Linked DNA regions of Mus musculus: all the other regions are linked to region 2. The links are chromatin contacts, called in public Hi-C and HiChIP or PLAC-seq maps. All regions are on one chromosome and are shown on one strand. The core of a region is the stretch at or near the end of the contact, and the rest is flanking DNA. Distances in the headings are between cores, read along the strand shown.

Evidence for each region. Hi-C and Micro-C count contacts between places; a contact is called where the count stands out from the background. HiChIP or PLAC-seq counts read pairs in DNA pulled down with a chosen protein or histone mark.
Region 1: a contact with region 2 is called in an H3K4me3 HiChIP or PLAC-seq map of bone marrow-derived macrophages, with 4 times the contacts expected there. The contact joins two enhancer-like sites. A contact is called at or near these places in 1 of 15 datasets of contacts at CTCF or cohesin (the NIH/3T3 cell line), 1 of 484 Hi-C or Micro-C datasets (uterus), 2 of 115 datasets of contacts at active chromatin or transcription factors (bone marrow-derived macrophages and fibro-adipogenic progenitors) and 2 of 9 other capture datasets (adipose tissue and liver).
Region 3: a contact with region 2 is called in a Hi-C map of cortical neurons, with 1.8 times the contacts expected there. The contact joins two enhancer-like sites. A contact is called at or near these places in 2 of 484 Hi-C or Micro-C datasets (cerebral cortex and cortical neurons), 1 of 115 datasets of contacts at active chromatin or transcription factors (embryonic stem cells) and 1 of 9 other capture datasets (liver).

What each region holds. Positions count from the first base shown.
Region 1 is chr12:40,472,360-40,475,265 of GRCm38.p6, reverse strand. All of the region lies in intron 1 of Dock4 (dedicator of cytokinesis 4), which reads right to left. Among named protein-coding and RNA genes, the nearest start is that of Dock4, 28 kb to the right of the region's middle. Within about 2 kb of position 1,350, at least 23 of the 459 cell types and tissues checked have an H3K27ac peak or open chromatin away from gene starts, as enhancers often do. A contact at or near this core is called in bone marrow-derived macrophages, where this site is marked.
Region 2 is chr12:40,788,559-40,791,313 of GRCm38.p6, reverse strand. Dock4 (dedicator of cytokinesis 4) reads right to left here. Exons shown (of 53, transcript NM_172803.2): 32 at 1,153-1,238. Among named protein-coding and RNA genes, the nearest start is that of Immp2l, 230 kb to the left of the region's middle. Within about 2 kb of position 1,428, at least 71 of the 459 cell types and tissues checked have an H3K27ac peak or open chromatin away from gene starts, as enhancers often do. A contact at or near this core is called in bone marrow-derived macrophages and cortical neurons, where this site is marked.
Region 3 is chr12:40,494,984-40,497,824 of GRCm38.p6, reverse strand. All of the region lies in intron 1 of Dock4 (dedicator of cytokinesis 4), which reads right to left. Among named protein-coding and RNA genes, the nearest start is that of Dock4, 50 kb to the right of the region's middle. Within about 2 kb of position 1,279, at least 20 of the 459 cell types and tissues checked have an H3K27ac peak or open chromatin away from gene starts, as enhancers often do. A contact at or near this core is called in cortical neurons, where this site is marked.

The sequences.
Region 1 (2,906 bases), core at 101-2,600, 320 kb after region 2:
TGAAGGAGGACTCCCCAGATTGTCTTCTGGCCTGCACACCTGTGCACAAGTGCATCTGAATGTATACATATGCATACACATGCTCATATATATACACAAATGTGACTTTAACAATTTCTCATAACCAGAAGGCTCATTAATTAGCTCTTTCTTTGGACTGGCTTAAATCTATTATTCATTTCAGATAATGAACAATCATATAGCATATCTTACAAATGATTATGAATCAAAACAATACGAGGTGTGGTAGTACATGCCTATCACCCTAATACTTAAGAAACTGGCTCAGGAGCATAGGGAGTTTAAAGGTAGCCTGAACTGCATAGCAAGAGTATGCTTCAAAAAATAAATAAGTAAAAGAATTTTTAAAGACTAAAAAATACATCTCTTAATGAAACAAATGAAGTGCTTCCTCCAATTAAAATGCAGACTAGTAGAGAAATATCTCTAATCTGAGCTTCCATTGCTTCCTATTTGACCCCTCCTCTAATCTAAAGGCTGAGAGAAAATGTGTTCACACAACTACATGGAAATTGAAGTGGGCTATAATAATTTCCCTCAATGGTTTGAATTACTTCTGGGGCATATGCCAAAAAAATCTCAGAGTGATCTATCACCGAAATTATTTTTAATGATCAACTGACAACTCAATTAGTCCTCTTTCAACTTTGGAAAATAAAGGATTGGATGTCACCTGAATTGTAAAAGTATTTGTTATGCTGTCGTGACCGTCATTAATTTTCATCAACAAAAGCACCATGATTTCAATCTTTCCTCTGTTTGGAGCCCAGGTGTTTTTCCAACCCCAGAGTCTAAAACACATCTCAGCAAGATGAGAGATGAGCCAGAGCCTGGCCTTTCTCTTGTGGAGAAGAAAAGGCCTCCTGGGAAAGGACAGCCATTGATCTGAAACAGAAGGCCTCCCCACAGCCCCCAGCACACTCCCATCAGACCCTGTCTGAGTCCAGAAAATCCAAAGATTCTAACTTGATCCTGTCATGTTCCCTGTGGTCAAACTCTAGTGCAAATAAAGGCCTGGGAGGTTCTGTCTTCTCTCTTGCAGAAATGCCATTCTGCCAGCCTTCTCTCTCATTACAGCTTCCCCATTATTGAAAACAATACAAACAATTTTAATAGTTCAATTTCCTGGCATAGAAATGCATATTGGAAAAAAATCTTATACATACAATGCTTTTTACTTGGCTTCTTTGGAATCAAAACAGAAAATCCTGTATTTTGCACAAACCTGCCAATTACTTCATTTTAATTACAGTGATTTTTACCCCCTAGAGTCTACTAACCACCAAACCCTGCTCAGTAACAATATGGGAACTGACTCATTACAGTAAGCTGTCTCCTGAGTACTTAGCTCCTCTCTCTACCAAGTGTGTCTGCTCTGAGAACACTGTATTTGGTGATGAAACTGCACACAGACAAAAACAAGTTTGTTGCTGGTGGGTGTGTTTGTTTTTGAACGAAATTGCAGCACAGATGTTGGTCATCAAATTGTGAACAGCCTCGAGAGCTGGGCTGTGGTCCTCCTCTGACCTAAATTGCTTTAGGTTACAGGGCCAGTGGGGTAAGGGGTTGACAGGAGGGGACACAATTCTCCTGCTAGCCAAGTTCTAATTCTAGCCATCACTGTTCCACAGCCACACTCTTGGGGCACCCAATCAGAGCCAGAATAAGTAGCTAGGGAAAGCAGGTGGGACTCACGCAATCTGTCCAGCTGTCAGTCAAGACAAGAAACAAGGTAGAAGAGAAGGTACTCGGCAGTCAGGCACCCGGAGCTCAGCCACTTCACCCCACACTCAACCCATGAGCTCACTGAAGAGAACAGGCATGTTCAGGGTAGTATAGCCAGGGACCAAAGAACCGTCCTGTAGCACAGGATTTCTTCTGTAATCCAGGGATGAGAAGAATAGAAGCTTCCTCGTGAGATTAGTTGATAATGCTTTTGAAGCAGTTAGCCTGGGGCCGGGCAAAGAGATCTGCTCATCCGCGGGAGCTCTTCTCACATTAGCTTTACATATTTGACCATCTTTGTTAAATCAACTTGTAAATGTCAAACTCAATAAGAAAGATGGGTTTACATAAAAGAATTTTTCAAAGACTCACTTAGAGGCTATCCAGATCTTTATTGACTCAGAAGTACTGTCCACGGGAAAGAAAAGACAGCTGCTCAGAAGAAATGCTGAACTTTTTTTCATGCTATATTGGTAGCACAGAAGCAATAGGTCACCAGTCCACATCTGCTGTGTGTGTGCATGTGTGAGTATGATCTGTGTGTGTGTGTGTGTGTGTCTGTCTGTCTGTCTGTCTGTCTGTCTGTCTGTCTGTCTATGTCCGTACCCTAGGACCTTTATGGCCACTGAAATGGTCTGAAGGAAAATTGTCCCCACAGGCTTATTGGGACTGTCGTTATTCGAAAGTGTGGCCTTGTTGGAGGAAATGAGTTTCATTCACTTCCTGCAGCCTGCCGATCCAAATGTAGAACTCTCAGCTCATTCTCCACCATCGTGTCAGTCTGCATGCCGCCAAGAAAAAAAAAAAAAGAAACATTTTCCCTTTGCCTCGGTCATCCCAAGTTCCTTCATCGCGCTCGCTCTTTTCCACTCTACTCAGAATCACAGAAAAACCTGTCACTTAATGGAGCTTGCCAAATCATTCACTTGTACAGATCCCGATGGGGTAAACGAGCACATGGAATCCGAACACCATCAACTACAAAGGTGAGCTGAGAGACGCCGCAACGCCAGACACGACATGCAGCTCTGACAAAATGTAATGCAACTTTTAAAACCTGTCTGTTTTTCTTTAGCAAACTCCTCAAAGGTTATTCTAAACAGCTTTTGGCGATTACGATGCGCATTTAGGGTGCCAGGTGTTTGCTAAAAGGGAGGAAG
Region 2 (2,755 bases), core at 179-2,678:
CCGAAGCCTTTCTTTTTCCTTTCTACATAGTTTTCCTGAAAGCTCCAAGAATGACTATAAATCAGGCAAGCTGAAGACTCCCCAACCTATTGTCAAACCTTTCAGTTTTAAGATAGCATTCTTAAAACCCACACATCCAGAGTTGCACAGCTGCTAATTAATGAATGTAAAGTCAACTTGGACTTGCACTTGGCTATGAGCGCCACTTAGGTGATGGTTGGGCATTAATACCAACACAGGTGTATTTTCTAGGAGAGAAATGTATTAGTTTTACACTCTTGAAAGAAATCAGAACATTTCCCCAAACTCAGTGTGCTAATCTTCTCGGTTAAAAGAAAAATACGTTATAAAAATACTAGGTTCAAAATGACTAAGATCTATAAGATCATAAAAAAACCCACAGGCCAGGTGGGAAGTCCCAAAGCGCTGAGACATTATCATGCCTCAACTCTGGCTATTCCTACAGTTAGATGATACTTGATACAAGCAATCCATCCTGAGACTGTGATCACATTGGATCACTTGGGACCATCTAGAAGTCCCTTCCTAGAACTCCATTCTTTTTTTTTTTTTTTTTTTCCTATTCTCTTTGCAAATCCCAAACACCAAATTTACTAGAAATGACTTGCTTTGGTGGCAATCTAATAAGCAGCACTGGGGAAGTATTTAACAGTCCCAAGCCAAAAAAAATGGTCAGCATGGAAGCAGGTGCTGATCATCAGGCACAAACGAAGTTAATTTTCTAACAGCAAATCAGCCAGAGTCATACTTTGGAAAACACTGTATACAAATGTTATAATCACACACTTTTCTCCTCTCCCACTCATAACTCTCTTTAAAATCATTATCTTATAACAATGGCCTTATTTTCCCTTGAAATTACCAAGCGTGAAAAGAGTGAGCTTTGTTATGTAACATAGGCAACCTGTCCTAATCGGAGATTAAAATAAGGAGACATAACTAATCATCAACATAATAAGATCCACTTGCTAGAGGTAGGCAATTATCCTTTATTTCACACTCCACAAAGACAAAGCTCTCCTATGAGACCCAAGCTGTCTCTGTAGCTCTCGTCTACTGTGGTGCAGAACGGCTCAGGACCGACACCAGATGTCCTGAATAGAACCAAGTGGAGAGAAACACATTACTCACATACTGTTGAAGAGCTCACGGTACGTTTCATCACCTTTGCCCTCCGACATCAGGCTGTCCAATTTGTCAATTAGCTTGGCCTCCACCTGAAATACACCCAAATATCACTCTCCTTCCTCCCACTTCCCATGCAAGATTTTTAGGCAAATTGGTATGTATTTCTTTATGCCAGGGGAAAGCCGTGATACACTTTGTCAAAGTGACATTGTCAGCCATGGTTAATAGCAAGCCTCCCTTTGGAATTCTAGGGGACTAATTTAGATGCAGTCAACATGACTTCATACTCCTGGCTAGCTAGCTTCTTCTGCTGCCAAGGACAGCATCTATCTATCTGGGATCCCAACATAAATGCTAGCAGCCCAATTTAAATGTTTCGGTTCTTCTTTTAGGGACTATAAAAACTGGCAAGTCCCATTTCTTTTTCTTTTTTTTTTTTTACATCACTATATCTGAGAACATCAGCAAACTAGCATGCCCAAATACATTAATTTAAATCTTAAATGTGCTTTTTATCTGTTTTCTTTCCTAAAACAGTTTGAGGTTGCACTAAATCTTTGCTGAAGTTGAGAATCCATCCTAGCCATGTACAGATGGTAGAGCCACAGAAATAGTCTAAGTCAGCAGTAAGCGGCAGGAGAGTGAAAGGACATATTTCCTGAAAACTGTAGTCAAAACATTTATATTTTCAAGGACATAAATTCTTTATAACTTGAATATCAGAAAGGGAAAAATTTCCCTTTATCTAAACGAGGCAAGAGAAAATGACAACCTTTAGCCAGTGTTAAAGCAATTTGGGCTTGAGACGAATATTCAACTTTGTCAAAGGACTGAGCCCAGTTATTTCTTTAAAGCAAATGTCAATCAGGAGATAAAGATAAGAGGGAAGGAAAGTGGGACCCCCTACCAAGCACAGTGTGTTCATAGCTTTTCACTCAGCCATTAGCTTTCTTAAAAATAAATGTATATACGAATAACAAGAGAAATGCCCACACTCTTGGCAATAGGAAAGGTCTATGCATGCAATCAAATTGCTTATACAGATGACAAGCACTTTTCTGAGGTTTGAAGAAGGCCTCATGTGGAGAAGTATGGAGGTGGGCCACATCCTGTGGGTAAGCAAGTTTGAGAAGTCAATATGTGAGAGCATGTTTTTCCTACTTCCCCCAACAGACTTGGACCAGCAAAAGTGGCTGATTCTTTACAGATCTGATTTTGCAATCAGGATGTCTGTCTTCCTCAAACTGGAGCACCACTATTAGAACCGAAGTCAGCAAGAAACGATAGATTCATCCCCTTGGAATTTCCTTTGTGAGATTTTCCACTGCTTTCTCCTTCAAATTAATTTTCATTGCTCCAAGCTAAGAGCAATAAAACACACTGTGAATCAAATGCTCAGAGCTAAGCCATTCAGCAAACACAATGTGCAGACCACTGAGAACTCAATGGCTGAAAGAGTCATTAACCTTCCAGTTCCTCTGAGTCCCGGCCAGCTGGGAGCAAACAACCCTCTCTGTACATTCTTAAATACAGATCTGGAATGTCAAAGAATTTTGTTTTTGGTGAAAGGAATAAGATGGGATTCCAGGGTTTCCCTGGAGGCTCA
Region 3 (2,841 bases), core at 30-2,529, 290 kb after region 2:
CATCAATTCACAAATGATATATAATGGAAATATATGTATTTTAACAAAGCAGAACTCTTAATAACATACAGTAAACAACACACTCAGTTATTAAAGTATAAAGACAGCTCCTTCTTGTTTAATAATGTTTATACATATGGTTGTATCCCTAGTTTAAATAACATGGGATTCAAGTTGAAGATACTCTTTAGAAACACACATGGATAAGCAATGCATTTTAGCCAGGTCTGAGTTTTGGTTTGGGAGGACATAGCATCATGTATCGCAAGCTAGCGTCTAAGCTGCCACTATCTCCTAAGTATTGGTATTTGGTATATTGGTTTGGGAGGACATAGCATCATGTATCCCAAGCTAGCGTCTAAGCTGCCACTATCTCCTAAGTATTGGTATTGTAAGCATGCACCACAATACTGGACACCAAGGCTCTACTTCAGGTCCAGAGAGAGTTCCTCAATAAAGGTGCTTGCTGCCAAGCCAGAGGTCCTACATTCCATCCCCAGAACACACACAGTAGAGAAGAGAACCAACTCCCACAAGGTCTTCTCTGACTGCCACATACATACATACATGGGAAGTGAATGTAATTTTAAGAAGAAAGAAGATGACGATTCACATGGTCTATTATTCACTAAGGCTACCCTTCCCAAACTCTTTAGAACTGCATTATAAGCACACATTGCTCGGCTACAGCAGCACAAGCATCCCACTTCCATTCTGCCCAGATACGTTTTCTACGTTTCCCCTTGGTTTAGTAATCAACACTCTACCGTAAAAAGATATTCACCTAAGCATACTTTCATGGCAAATATTTTTCCCTTTTGCTCCAAATGCCCTCAAATATACCCTCACAGGTATGTCTATGAGCGACCATAATACTATAACGTCTAGTCATCCCACACTGAAAATCCTGCCTACAACTCTAACCAAGACAAGGATTCAATCCAGGAGACATGCCCTGATTGCCAAAAGCTCTGTGCTGAATTGAAGAGGTTGGAGACGCGGGTGAAAACACTTTCCTTAACTACACAGGAACAGTTCCCAGGAGCGAAAGCACCTTTTGATAAACAGAAGCCTCCATCCAGAGAGGCTTGGAAGCCTCAATTTAATTACTCCCCCATCTTCTGCTTATGCGACCAGACTCACTCCTTCTCTTCCTCCGTTTAGCCGCCCAGGCTGCTCTCCCTTGGGCCTCTCACTGCTCCTGGGCACATGCTCAGCCTCTCTAACACACTTCCAGACACTGGGTTCTCTGCTTTCTGCGCCTTACTTTCACAACATCGAGCTTTCGAGTAAACTGTGGCTGAATCAACATTTTTCACTGGAAGTCTGTCTGAGACAGTGTTGTACGAGAGCCACGGAAAAGCTAAAGAGCTTTAAGATGTGAAAACGACAGACAAAAATAACCAAAGCCGTTTCATTTCTGCAGTATAGCCCAGTTCCATCTCAAAATGATCCACGGCCACACAGAAGCACACCCCTGCTCCCCAGAGTGCACAGGGAGGGCATGACAGAGACGGTACCAGAGAAACAGCTAAGAGCCCCACTAATACTGAGCAGATTTACAGACGGGGTCCTTAATAGTTTATATTGCCCTCAAGATCCCCTTCATCTGTCTGCTGAGGTCTTCGTGTTTGTTTAAAGCATAAAAGCTATAGAATCATTTAAAAAAAATCAAAATAAAACACAGCTATCAAAATATTAAGAAAACTACAAAATAGTTATATTTGAGCTTCTCTGCTGACTTGCAGAACTTATAGGGACGAATTGCAAATTTCAAAAGTACTATGATTTCACATACTAAATACTAGCATGATTTGCTGTCATCATGTAAAACTGAGGAAAGTCACATTTCAGTGAGAGGTTATCGACAATGAATAGGTCCCCACCACCACCACAAACAGAATTTGGAGAGCCTGGCCCTCCAACTGTGGGCTCCTTCTTTGAGTGGTAATAGCCCTACCACAAATGTCTTCCCAGAATCTAAAATGATTCAGCTTTCTTAAAGTACCATTTCTACATTCACCATCATTACAAACCTAGAGTCAGATTCAACTGAGTGACAATGCACCACACATTCCCCATTTCCGCCATTGTAGCCCCAAAATCTGATTCTTTGGAACTGACATATATTTTTTAAATAAGTAGTTTCACATTATTATCAATACACAAATATTGTGTTAAAGGTGAAAATGTCTGATGAAATTGTCAAATGTTATACAAAGATACAAAGCACCCATTATTCTGTGCATTAATAGAATCCTTCAGGTAATTTCTTTAGCCAATGTACTTTAATCTTATGCAAAAGCACAACCACCAGCTAGCTCAACAAACCACCCATTATCCATAGTCAGCATATGTTTAACATATCCAAGTCAGCTTATACAATGTTGGGCATCTAGAAACATTGCAAACATTAAGCCAGTACTTCAGGTCCAGCCTATGAAGTAGTAGCTAATGACTGCATTGTCCAGATATAAGGAAACTGAGTCATGCAGAAGTTGACAAGCTTAGTCAAGGTCGCAGAGTAGCTAAGTTGCAGAGCTTGGATCAATGCAGACAAGTTGGCTGACAGGATCCAGGTTTTCAACTATGCTCTTTCGCTTTGTCTTTCCCTGTTGCACATCTCTTTTTGGCATGTGGATTTATAGAAACTCTCCATGGAGATTTTTCAATGTCAATAAATAGGGCCTTATGATTCATTAGTGTCTGGATTAAAAGATGGTGCAGCTGCAGGAACACGCCAGGCTCTGGAAGAGGGTGTCACTGCTAGCTCTTTGTGGTAAATGTTTCTCGGCTCCTCACTTGACTATAGCACTATGTCTTTGCTCAAGCAAAGAGTGT